2 separate regions of the Mus musculus genome follow, and region 2 is linked to region 1. A link is a contact called in public promoter capture Hi-C data. All regions are on one chromosome and are shown on one strand. Each heading gives the region's core, a stretch centred on a gene start, on an enhancer-like site or on the middle of the called end of the contact. The rest is flanking DNA. Distances are from core to core; before and after follow the strand shown. Region 1 holds the start of Naga (N-acetyl galactosaminidase, alpha). Region 2 holds the start of Bik (BCL2-interacting killer).

Region 1 (4,880 bases), core at 1,325-3,824:
CGCGGTCTCTCCCTCCGGCAGCCCTGCTGGTGCCTGGGTCCCCTGGATCCCGCCCGGGCTTTCCAGCCACGTCCACGGCCACGCCCTCCTGGTCACCTCCTCCCGGAGCCCGCCTGACCGGCTCTCACCTCCGGCGCCCGAGGGCCTGGCCCGTCGAGTGCGATGCTGTCGCCCCCTGGGCTTTCTCGCTCTGAACCCCGGCCTCCGCCCAGGTCGCAAACGTGGCCGCAGGAGCCGGGAGACCCCGCCCGGGAGGCTCGGGGTACCGCCCCGGCCGCTCCCCGCCCAGTACCCACCAGGCCTCCAGATCCGCAAAGTCGCCTCGGCTCGCATATTGGAGGGAAACTGAGGCCCTGGAAGGTGGGGACCTGCCTGCGCCACAGGACTCGTCGGTGAGGGGTCGTCTCGAACCCCAAGCCCAACCTCAGGCTACCCACAGGCCTCCAGCTCTACACCGAAGAAGAATAAGGAGTGCTCTTTTTCCCCCAAAAGTTTCCCCTTACAGCCCATCCAGTATCTCCCCGATCCGCCCCTCTCTTCCCTCTCGCGCGTGCAGAGCCAAACCAGACAAATCATCAGATAGGGCGCTTCCTAAAGCGAGCTCCTACACATCCTGCAAAACCCTGCTAAGGTTCTCAACCAAGTCTTTGGCTTAGCCCCATCTCTGCCTCTAGATATTGGCCATTTCGGCTTCTATCACCCACCAACGCAGGTCTGCAGTCCACTTGTGGTCCTGAGGCTCTACCTGGAGTCTGTCCATAGGCTTGCAGGGAAGGCTGCGGGGAAAGCACTAATAAGATAGGAGACCAGGATTCCCGTAGTCGCCCTGAATGCAACTGTGTTCAAATGCCTGCCTGCCTGCCCACGGGCTTTGTGGATTCCCACCTCAACCCTTGCTTTGCAGTTCCTGAAGCCCAGCCGGCCCTCCCCTCTCACCCTACCCCCACTTAGAGCTCCTTGACATTTAGGTCTCAGCTGTCCGCTCTGAGGTCTCCTCCCTGACCTCACAATGTAAACAAGCATACCCTACATTTTGCTGGATGTTTTAAGGGGGGAGTGTGGTGGTTGGTGGCTGCAATGTTCACTAACTTTTCTTCAACTAGTAGTATCCACTAGAGTAAATGTGTTACAAGGTGAAGGTCGCGGGAGGGTGGGTAAGGGGAGAATACAGCATGAGTTTCCTGAGGAGGGAGGGGAGAGCTTGCCGTTTTTAAATAGAAGAATGGGCAGAGTAGACCTCACTTGGACATATAATTAAGGGAAATGAGGGTGTCGGCTATGCCCATATCTAGAAGTGCATTCTAAGCAGAAGGCACAGCTGGTTCAAAGGCTGTGTTTGAGGGGCCACAAGGAGGGCAATGAGGAAGATGACGGCAGGGAATAGGGTCAAAAGGTAGAGGGTGGGGTTTAGAAACACCATTTCCCCAAACTAAGAGAGTAGCCATCACACAGACTTCAGAGAGACAAGACCAGGGCTGGGTTGGGTTCGTTTTTTTAGGTTAAGTGTGTGCCCGATTATCTGCCTGTATGTGCACCATGTGAATGCCTGGTGGCCTCAGAGTTCAGAAGAGGGCATCAGATCCCCTGGCATGTGAGTCTGGAGACGGACCCTCGTGCTCTGCCAGAGCACTAAGTGCTCTTAACCACTGAGCCATCTTACCAGCCCACAGAGCTGAGTTTTCAGGTTTGCCTTGGCTGCCTTGGAGAAGTAAGGTGGACAAAGGAGGCCCTTGAGGGCTGTCTCCGAATCATCCAGGCAATATGTAATGAGGCCAGCGTTACTGGGTGGGATGAGAGGTGGAATTTAAAGGCAGGAATCAATTTTTGGACAATTGCATGTAAAGGCTGAGAGAAAAGATTGGCAGAGAAGTCGGTTTGCCATTACCTGATAGGAGGAAAATGGCACAGATTCGGAGAGGGGACAGCTATGATCATCATCGGTGTAAAGGCATCCAGAAATAGTGGTTGGCACCTAGCCTGTGTTTAACATATGAATAAGTAATGAATAAATACATTTGGGGAGTGGGTGGGCGAACAACCCCTTGGGTGTCAGGTGGAGGGGGCAGCCTCCTGACCTTTCGAGAGCTGAAACCCCACCCAGCCTCTTTCACTACCGTTTTCGAGTGGTTAAGAGCAAGGTTTCAGGTGGATTTCTGAGTTCGAGGCCAACCTCGTCTAGAGAATGAGTTCCAGGACACAGAGAAACCCTGTCTCGAAGAAACAAAACAAAATAAAACAAACAAACAAACAAACAAACAAACAAAAAAAGAGCAAGGTATCGCCCTCTGTAGGAATTCACTGCACAGCTACTTACTGAGCACGGGCAGTGCGGGCCACCACCCCCGCCCTCTGGGGCGGAGGACGGAGGACTCCAACCAGACCCGAGGCACAGCGGCGCGCGCACAGGGCGCCCAAGCCGACTTCCCACGGGAGCGCGCCTCGGGAACGCGCAGAACGCGAGCTTAGATGGGCGGAGCTTTTGGAGGCTGGGAGCTGGGGCATAGAGGGAGGGCACGGCGTTGCTAGGGGATTCTGATTGGTTGCTCAAGAAGGGTTGTCCCGTGACATTCCGCCTCCCGGGTCGCTATAGGTACAAGCGGCCGCCACGGGGGCTTTCACGGCTTACCGCGGACTGAGCGAGCGCGAGGGTAAGAATCAAGGGGGACCCTGGGCCTGCGATGTTTAAGAACCGAGAATCTGAACCCACACGGGGACCTGGAACCGGACATGGCCTATAGCCTTCCTTCTTCCTGGTATTCCTAGAACCAGTCACAACCGCTCTTGGGCAAAGTGTCCTAGACTATTTGTAGTTCTAAAAGAAGAGCTTAGATTCCGGGAAGTAAAGGGTAGGGAAGGAGTGTGTGAGGGTAGTGAAAGCGACTTGGGACCAAATGTGGAATCCGTAACTTTTATTTTCGGAGATAGGGTCTCTCTACCTAGTAGCCCTGGCTGGCCTGAAACTGGCTATGTGGACCAGGCTGGCCCAGAACTCAGAGATCCTCCTGCTTCTACCTCCTGAGTGCTGAGATTAAAGGTGGGTCCCACTATGCCCGGTGGGATACATAACATCTGTTATCTTCCACAGTTCAGCATATAAAGCTGCTAAGAGCAGATTCGAGTGGGTCCTGAGATTTGACTCCAAGGCAATGTTGCAGAAGACAGGTACCCTCACCTACTCAGGTGGCTTTGCAGGGGAGGACTGTGGCGAGGAAGCCCCAGCCCTCCTCTTTCTTGATGGGGGTATGTGGGGAGAAGTGTGCCTCTCCTTGGAGCTGGGCCAGGAAAATCAAGGAGATGCCCCACACCTCAGAATCGTTTCCCCTCCAAAGAGGCCACTTCCTTTTTCAGCCCTGCTCCAGTGTATAGGTCCTATCTTACCCGATCCTGGCGGGCTGTAGCAGCCCTGTCATGTGGGTGTGGTAATTTATATATAAGGAAGCTGAAAGCCAAGAGGAAGGGGCTTGTGTAGGTGAGCAGCTGGGTACAAGTCCACCCTGACCAACCCCTTTAGGCCCTTCTGAGGCTTTCTGAGGTGGAGAGCAAAAACTCCAAGGCCTCAGAAACCCAGAGTCCACAATGAACTGTCATTTCTGTGTAGGGAGGGAGGGAAGAGGGCATCTGGTCTCATGTATATCAAGGACATGACTTCAGGGGTCCGTTCCATTGATTCCCAGTCTGTAGCAACAGCTTTTTGAATACATTACTTTGCCCCATGTACCCCCCCCCCCAGACTGCACTCACAGGCTGAGGCAACTCTAACCCTACTGGCCTGTACCTGGGGAGGGCTGAAGGGCTGGAGGGGTTGAGGTGATGACTGGGGTTGGGGGGTGGGGTGCTGTAGGAACCATTTACAAGTCACCATCCACCTCCCCCTCAGTGCTCTTACTGGCCCTGGTGGCTCAGGTACTGATGCTGGAGAATGGGCTACTGCGGACTCCACCCATGGGCTGGCTGGCCTGGGAACGCTTCCGCTGTAACATCGACTGTGTGGAGGACCCGAAGAACTGCATCAGGTGAGTAAGATCTGCTTACCCAGGGCAACAAAATGGGGTCAGTGGGTCAGTGGGTGAAAGACACTCATCAGCAAAAATTTTAAAAAAATTTTTTTAAATAGAAAAATGCAGAGTCAGAATGAATGTATCTGACACCTAGCCCCATGACCTGCTTGGGGCCTCAGTAGGTGTACTTGGCCTCTGAGGTAACTGAAAGAAGATAAAATGCCAGACAGGCCCCACAGGCTTCCCTAGGCCTAGTCCTGCCCTTTGGCCTGGATGCCAGACCACCTCTTTCTCGCCCTACCCTAACCCTGGAAGGTCATTTACACTTGTTATCCTGGCCCCACCTCAGCTGACAGTAGAGGCTTGGTTTTTTATAGCCAGAATTCAGAGCAGAGAGAAAGAGCGGGAATGAGGGACATCCTGGGGAACTGAGCAGCACAGCCCCACTGTCCCTTGCTAGTGAACGGCTCTTTATGGAGATGGCGGACAGACTGGCCCAGGATGGATGGCGGGACCTGGGCTATGTATACCTCAACATCGATGACTGCTGGATTGGTGGGCGTGACGCCTCAGGCCGCCTAATTCCTGATCCCAAGCGCTTCCCTCACGGGATTGCCTTCCTAGCTGACTATGTAAGTCCAGCTCCAGCCCTGCCCCTTACTTAGTGTGAGGGCCTGGGACTCATTATCACAGTCTCCATGGAGAATGCGGCATAGTGGCAGAAACTGAAAAAGGAACACACACATATTATTGGCCTAATGAGGCGAGAGCCAGAAAGGGGCCTTAGCAAAAAGAACAGTCCCCTGGAGGAGGCATCTGGTTGAATCCATCCCAGAGGTGGGACCTCTGAAGCAGTAGCAAAAGCTTCCAGGCAAGAGACAG
Region 2 (4,738 bases), core at 500-2,999, 1.2 Mb before region 1:
ATAACCCAACCCAATGCACTGTATCTTATTAGCAACAGAAAGCAGACTAAAAGTCAGCACTAGGGAAGCAAACCGAAGGATTGAGAATGCGAGGCTAGCCTCTGCTACATAGTGAGGCCTTACTTAAGAAAACAATGGTAGTATACACAGAGCTGTGAGTTCCATCCCCAGCTACAAATAACCTGGATACAGTAACTATACCTGGAATCCTAGAACTCAGGTGGTGAAGGTAAGAGAATCAGGAGTTTCAAGACCATCCTCAGCTACATAGTGAGCTGGGGGCCAGCCTAGGCTACATGAAACTTTGCCTCAAAACAAAACAAAGAAAGTCTCAAATCCTGGAGTATAGAGGGGAGAAAATTGGCAGGGTGGAGTGAGAGATGTGGGGAGGGGCAAGGCTGGGAGGTCACGAGTGCCACCTGCCCTAGGCAGGACACTAGATCCAAAAGCAGCCAAGGACCCCAGGTGACCCTTAGGTGTATACTTGTAAAGGAGCAACAGTAAACATGCCCCAACCTAGTGGAAATCAAGGTAGCATTGCCGAGCTACTCAGCCACTTCTTGGGAAAGGTCCCTCCCCACCAGGCTAAACCACAACGCAGTTTACAAACTCAACAAACTGAGGTCCAGAATGGTGGAGGAGCCTGTAGAAAGCTACACAGTCAGAACAGAAAGTAGGTCACAGGTAGAGAGGTTGGTGTGGCCTCTAAGAAAGCCCTCCAGGCTTTGAAGGAGCCAGCTCTATGTAGCTGTTGGGACATAAGCCTATCTGAAATGAGGCCTGCTTCCCTGAGGTTAAAATTAAGGTTCACTGACAACTCCCCCATCCCCCAAAGTAGGTAGGAGACCAGCCTTCTTGAGAGCTGCAGCTGGCTCCAAACCCCTGTAACAGTGTTATCACCTGCATCAACGCCAACAACAATAAACAACACTTTGTAGGGGTGGTTCAGTACACTTCAGAACAGCAATTAAGTTTATAAAACAACCTGCATCCGCATCCTGAAGGCCACAAGGTGGAAAAGTGACACAAGTATTGAACCCCCAGTGCTGGTTGTGGCTGGTACACCGGCGACCTTGCCGGCCCCTCGGATGCACTCCCAGTCCCTGCGCCTGGGCGCAGGCAGGTGGCTAGGAGCTTCGGGGAAATGATGGTCTGAACTACCCAGGTCGCCTAAGAAGGCCCTTCTGCTGCCCCTCGAAGACCTATATCCCCGGGTCCCAGAGAGGACAGATGCGAAGCTGGATTCTGTCGGGAACAGGTGTGAATTACCAGGTCGCGGCAGGGACGGTGCGAATCCCAGGATCCCCGAGGGAGGGACAGATGCGAACTCTCCGGTCCTCGCGGAGACAGGTGCCGACGCCATCTTCCGCCTGCGGCCCGGGCTCAGCCTGGCCGCCCTACTGTGGCAGTGCCGCGCCCTGGTCTCAAGCTGCTCCCCCTAAGTTTTCGACAACCAGGGCACAGCGACAACGAAGGCCACTTGCTCAGCGCGCCCTAGAACCAGGACACAAGGGCCACCCCAGTGCATGGACGCACAGCGAGACACGCGGACCAGACTAGCACCTTCTGGGGTGTCAGACGCAGAGGGGACGTTTCAGAGCCGGGGCCACCGAGGGATTTGGGCACGGGTCCCCAACTTTCCAGCAACTTGGGCTAGGGCTGCAAGACGCTTACCTGCCAAGCTGAGCTGGCGTAGCGGCGGGCGAACTGCCCGAACACCCTCTCGGCTGGGACGCCGGTGGCGGAGTCGGGGGCGCTGGCTGGAGGCGGGTTATTGTGAGCGGCGGGCTGGACCCTGATAGGTGGCCGCGCCCTCCCCGTCCCGCCCCTTTAACTCCTCCCTCCGGGGCTCCAAATCCCCGGTCCCAATAAGTAGCTACAGAACCCCTGTTTTAAAGTCGTTAGCTTGCAGACATTCCTCTGTCGCCTGTAGACCTGCTACTGTGTCCCCGCCAGTGCGTCTGCGAGTGTGCTTTCCGCAGACGCCGCCTCTGCCATCGCCGCGGCCAAACCTTAGCAAGGGCTGTCTACTTGGTCCTCATAGTACTCCTAAAGGCTTGGTGCTTCTGTGGCTTCCCTTTGCTCCCGCCTGCTACAAGTTCCGCACTGCACCTCCAAATCTCCCCCTTTCCCCTCTCTCTTCTCTCCCGGTGTATAGGGAGCTCTCCCAGCCCTCCTTTTGGCGAAGACTTAGGGTGAAGGAGAGGATCGGTAGGAGGTGAAATCTAGAATTACAGGTGAAGTGGGAGGAGTTCAGTCTCCAGTGCCCTGGAGCAGGGGCTCCGAGGTGAGTAAAGATGGAGCACTGGCCGAATTACAAAGTAACCACTATCTATACAACAACAAAACTTGTTTATCCCAAGTCAGCTCCTCTCGGGATAGCAGAGGTCAGAATCTGGGGCAGGTGCCTCCTACTGCGTGCTTTGTCAAGTAGTCAGCTGGACTCTTCCCTCTCCTGTCAGGAGAGGGGTGGTGATATTTGGGGTTCCTTAAATCTTCTCCTGACACGGGAAGGCAGCCCCTCCCCCCACATGTTAGAAGGTCCTCGGCAGAATTTAATCTTAGAGGCCTTCCAATCCTGCCACTCAGATCTTTCCAGTTCTGTGGTCCTTCTGTCACCTCCAAGCCCAGAAGCAAATTGAACCCTGATCTTTGGCCATTAGCCATCAGGGATTGTCACAACCTGGAGTTGGGGGCAGGGGACCTTGAAGCCTCTCTGCCAATACATTTTGCAGATGAATTTGCAGAAAATTGAGACTGAGAGAAGAGAGGCAGTGACAAGGGGTCTCACAGTCCAGAAAGACCTGACCGGTCAGCAGATGCGTTCTGTAAACAGTAGACAAGGTGGAGGAAGGAGGCCAGTTTGAGGTCAGATGGGGACTTAGGGGCCCAGGGGAGGGGGTGAGTGAAAATATTTAGCCTGCAAGATCCCCAAGGCAACAGGCTGATCAAATGGGAGGCTAGCACAGTGACTCAATCCCTGAACGGCCTGCCGCTGGGGAGACTAGGAAGTTGGGTAGGTTCCGGGCAATATAGCAAGAATTCATTATTTGGAGGGGTTTGTTTATTTGTTCGTTTGCTTTTTCAAGACAGGGCTTCTCTGTGTAGCCCTGGCTTTTCTGGAACTCACAGAGATGTGCCAGCCCCAGCCTCCCTAGTGCTGGGTTTAAAAGCATGCACCAACCACTACTACCACCAGGCTGAGAATCCATGTCTCAAATTACAAAGAAAAACTGGGTGTGTTGATACCCCTGTCATCTCAGGTTTGGGAAGTTGAAGCCGGGAGGCCAAGGCGTTCAAGGCTACATACACAGTTTTCCAGTGAGTTCCAGGAGAGCCTGGGGTACAAGAGACCCTGTCTAAAATAAATTAAAAGAAAGAGAGACAAATGAAGGGAAATGGGGCAAAATCACTTAAATAAGAGTGCGCCTTCCTGTTAGTGCTCCATAATTGGGTCAGATGCAAGAAGTAATACAAGTGGTGACAATGGGGACCGCCACCTTCTGTCCCCAGGGCTCACATTTGCTCTTCTCTTCCCTTCTTTTGAAACATTTATTCATTCATTCTGTTGGAGAGGGGACTATGTGTGTGAAGGTCAGAAGACAACCCTCAGAGGTCAGTTTTCTCCTTCACCATGTAGATCCCGTGTTCTGTCCCTGAGCCACTAGGCTATGCACCCTGCTCCCTGAGAGGACCATACTCAGGGACTTGCCCCTTTCTTCTCTAGTGGCCTCAATCTACAGGTGCTGCTCACAGCTACCTCTGGATCCTCATAACCCCACTGCCTTCTGTGCCTGAGATCACTTGTGTCTATGATCCAGCTGACACAGACTTCAAGCCAAGTTTTGGCCTCGAGTTGTCTTTGGATCCTTTGTTTAACAAATACTGGTAGAGTCTGGTGCAGTGGCACCGGCAATCCACATTCTACAAACTGAGGCAGGAGGAATGAGAGTTTCAGCCAGCCTGGGGTACATAGTGAAACCCCCTGCCTTAAACTTGAAGAATGGGGGATTGGGGTATAGCTTAGTTGGTGGAGTGCATACCTTCTACTGGACCTGCCAGTCACTAATGGAGCTAGCCAGCCATGCCAGGGATCTCACTGTCCCCGACTCCCCAACACAGAGGTTCAAGCCAGCACTGCCACACAGGTCTCTACATGGGTGCTGGGATTGAATTTAACAATGGCTTTTCAGGCTGAGCTCTCTCCTTTGCACCACGGTTACATTTACATGAAGTCTGAAACAAGGCAAAGGTCATCTATGGAGAGAAGGGAAAATAATGGAGGCAGGAGTTAGTGAAAAGGGGGCACAAGAGAGCTTCTTGGGTGACAGAACTGAGGTTATCGGCACACACACACACACAGTTTGCCATGCACTGAGTCAGACGCTTACCATCTGTGCGAGTTTTGGTAAGGAAACCAAAAATCAATACGAACTAGAATCTAAGTCCACAAAGGACAACAGAGCAGGCTCGGAAGGTTAAGCAATGAGGATCACCAAGCTCCAGACTGACAGCTGCCAGGAGGGTTGACTAGCTGAGACCATGTTGCTCTCTGGACAAGGCCAGCTTCACTGGTGACAAAAAGAATCGTCACTGAAGACAGTCCTGGCAGAATAGACAATGCAGCTTGCTTAGCCCGGTGGCATGGGTATTTAAAAGCAATTTAATTTAGACACATGTCAGGCCAGAGAACCAGTGGCTGGGGTGACCGAAATAACCTGTTTTGGAGTGTGCGGCT

Evidence for each region. Capture Hi-C pulls out chosen DNA fragments and counts their contacts.
Region 2: a contact with region 1 is called in a promoter capture Hi-C map of adipose tissue, with 2.4 times the contacts expected there. The contact joins the promoter of Bik here to the promoter of Naga in region 1. A contact is called at or near these places in 7 of 39 promoter capture datasets (the 3T3-L1 cell line, 3T3-L1-derived adipocytes, cranial neural crest and 4 more), 2 of 484 Hi-C or Micro-C datasets (cardiomyocytes and olfactory sensory neurons), 6 of 115 datasets of contacts at active chromatin or transcription factors (embryonic forebrain, embryonic midbrain, embryonic stem cells and 3 more) and 2 of 9 other capture datasets (adipose tissue and embryonic stem cells).

The regions. Positions count from the first base shown.
Region 1 is chr15:82,336,520-82,341,399 of GRCm38.p6, reverse strand. It overlaps Naga (N-acetyl galactosaminidase, alpha), which reads left to right and starts at 2,574. Exons shown (of 10, transcript NM_008669.4): 1 at 2,574-2,648; 2 at 3,086-3,162; 3 at 3,878-4,013; 4 at 4,459-4,630. The coding sequence starts at 3,147. It overlaps Pheta2 (PH domain containing endocytic trafficking adaptor 2), which reads right to left and starts at 221. Exons shown (of 2, transcript NM_177391.4): 1 at 129-221.
Region 2 is chr15:83,523,873-83,528,610 of GRCm38.p6, reverse strand. Bik (BCL2-interacting killer) reads right to left here and starts at 1,749. Exons shown (of 5, transcript NM_007546.2): 1 at 1,675-1,749.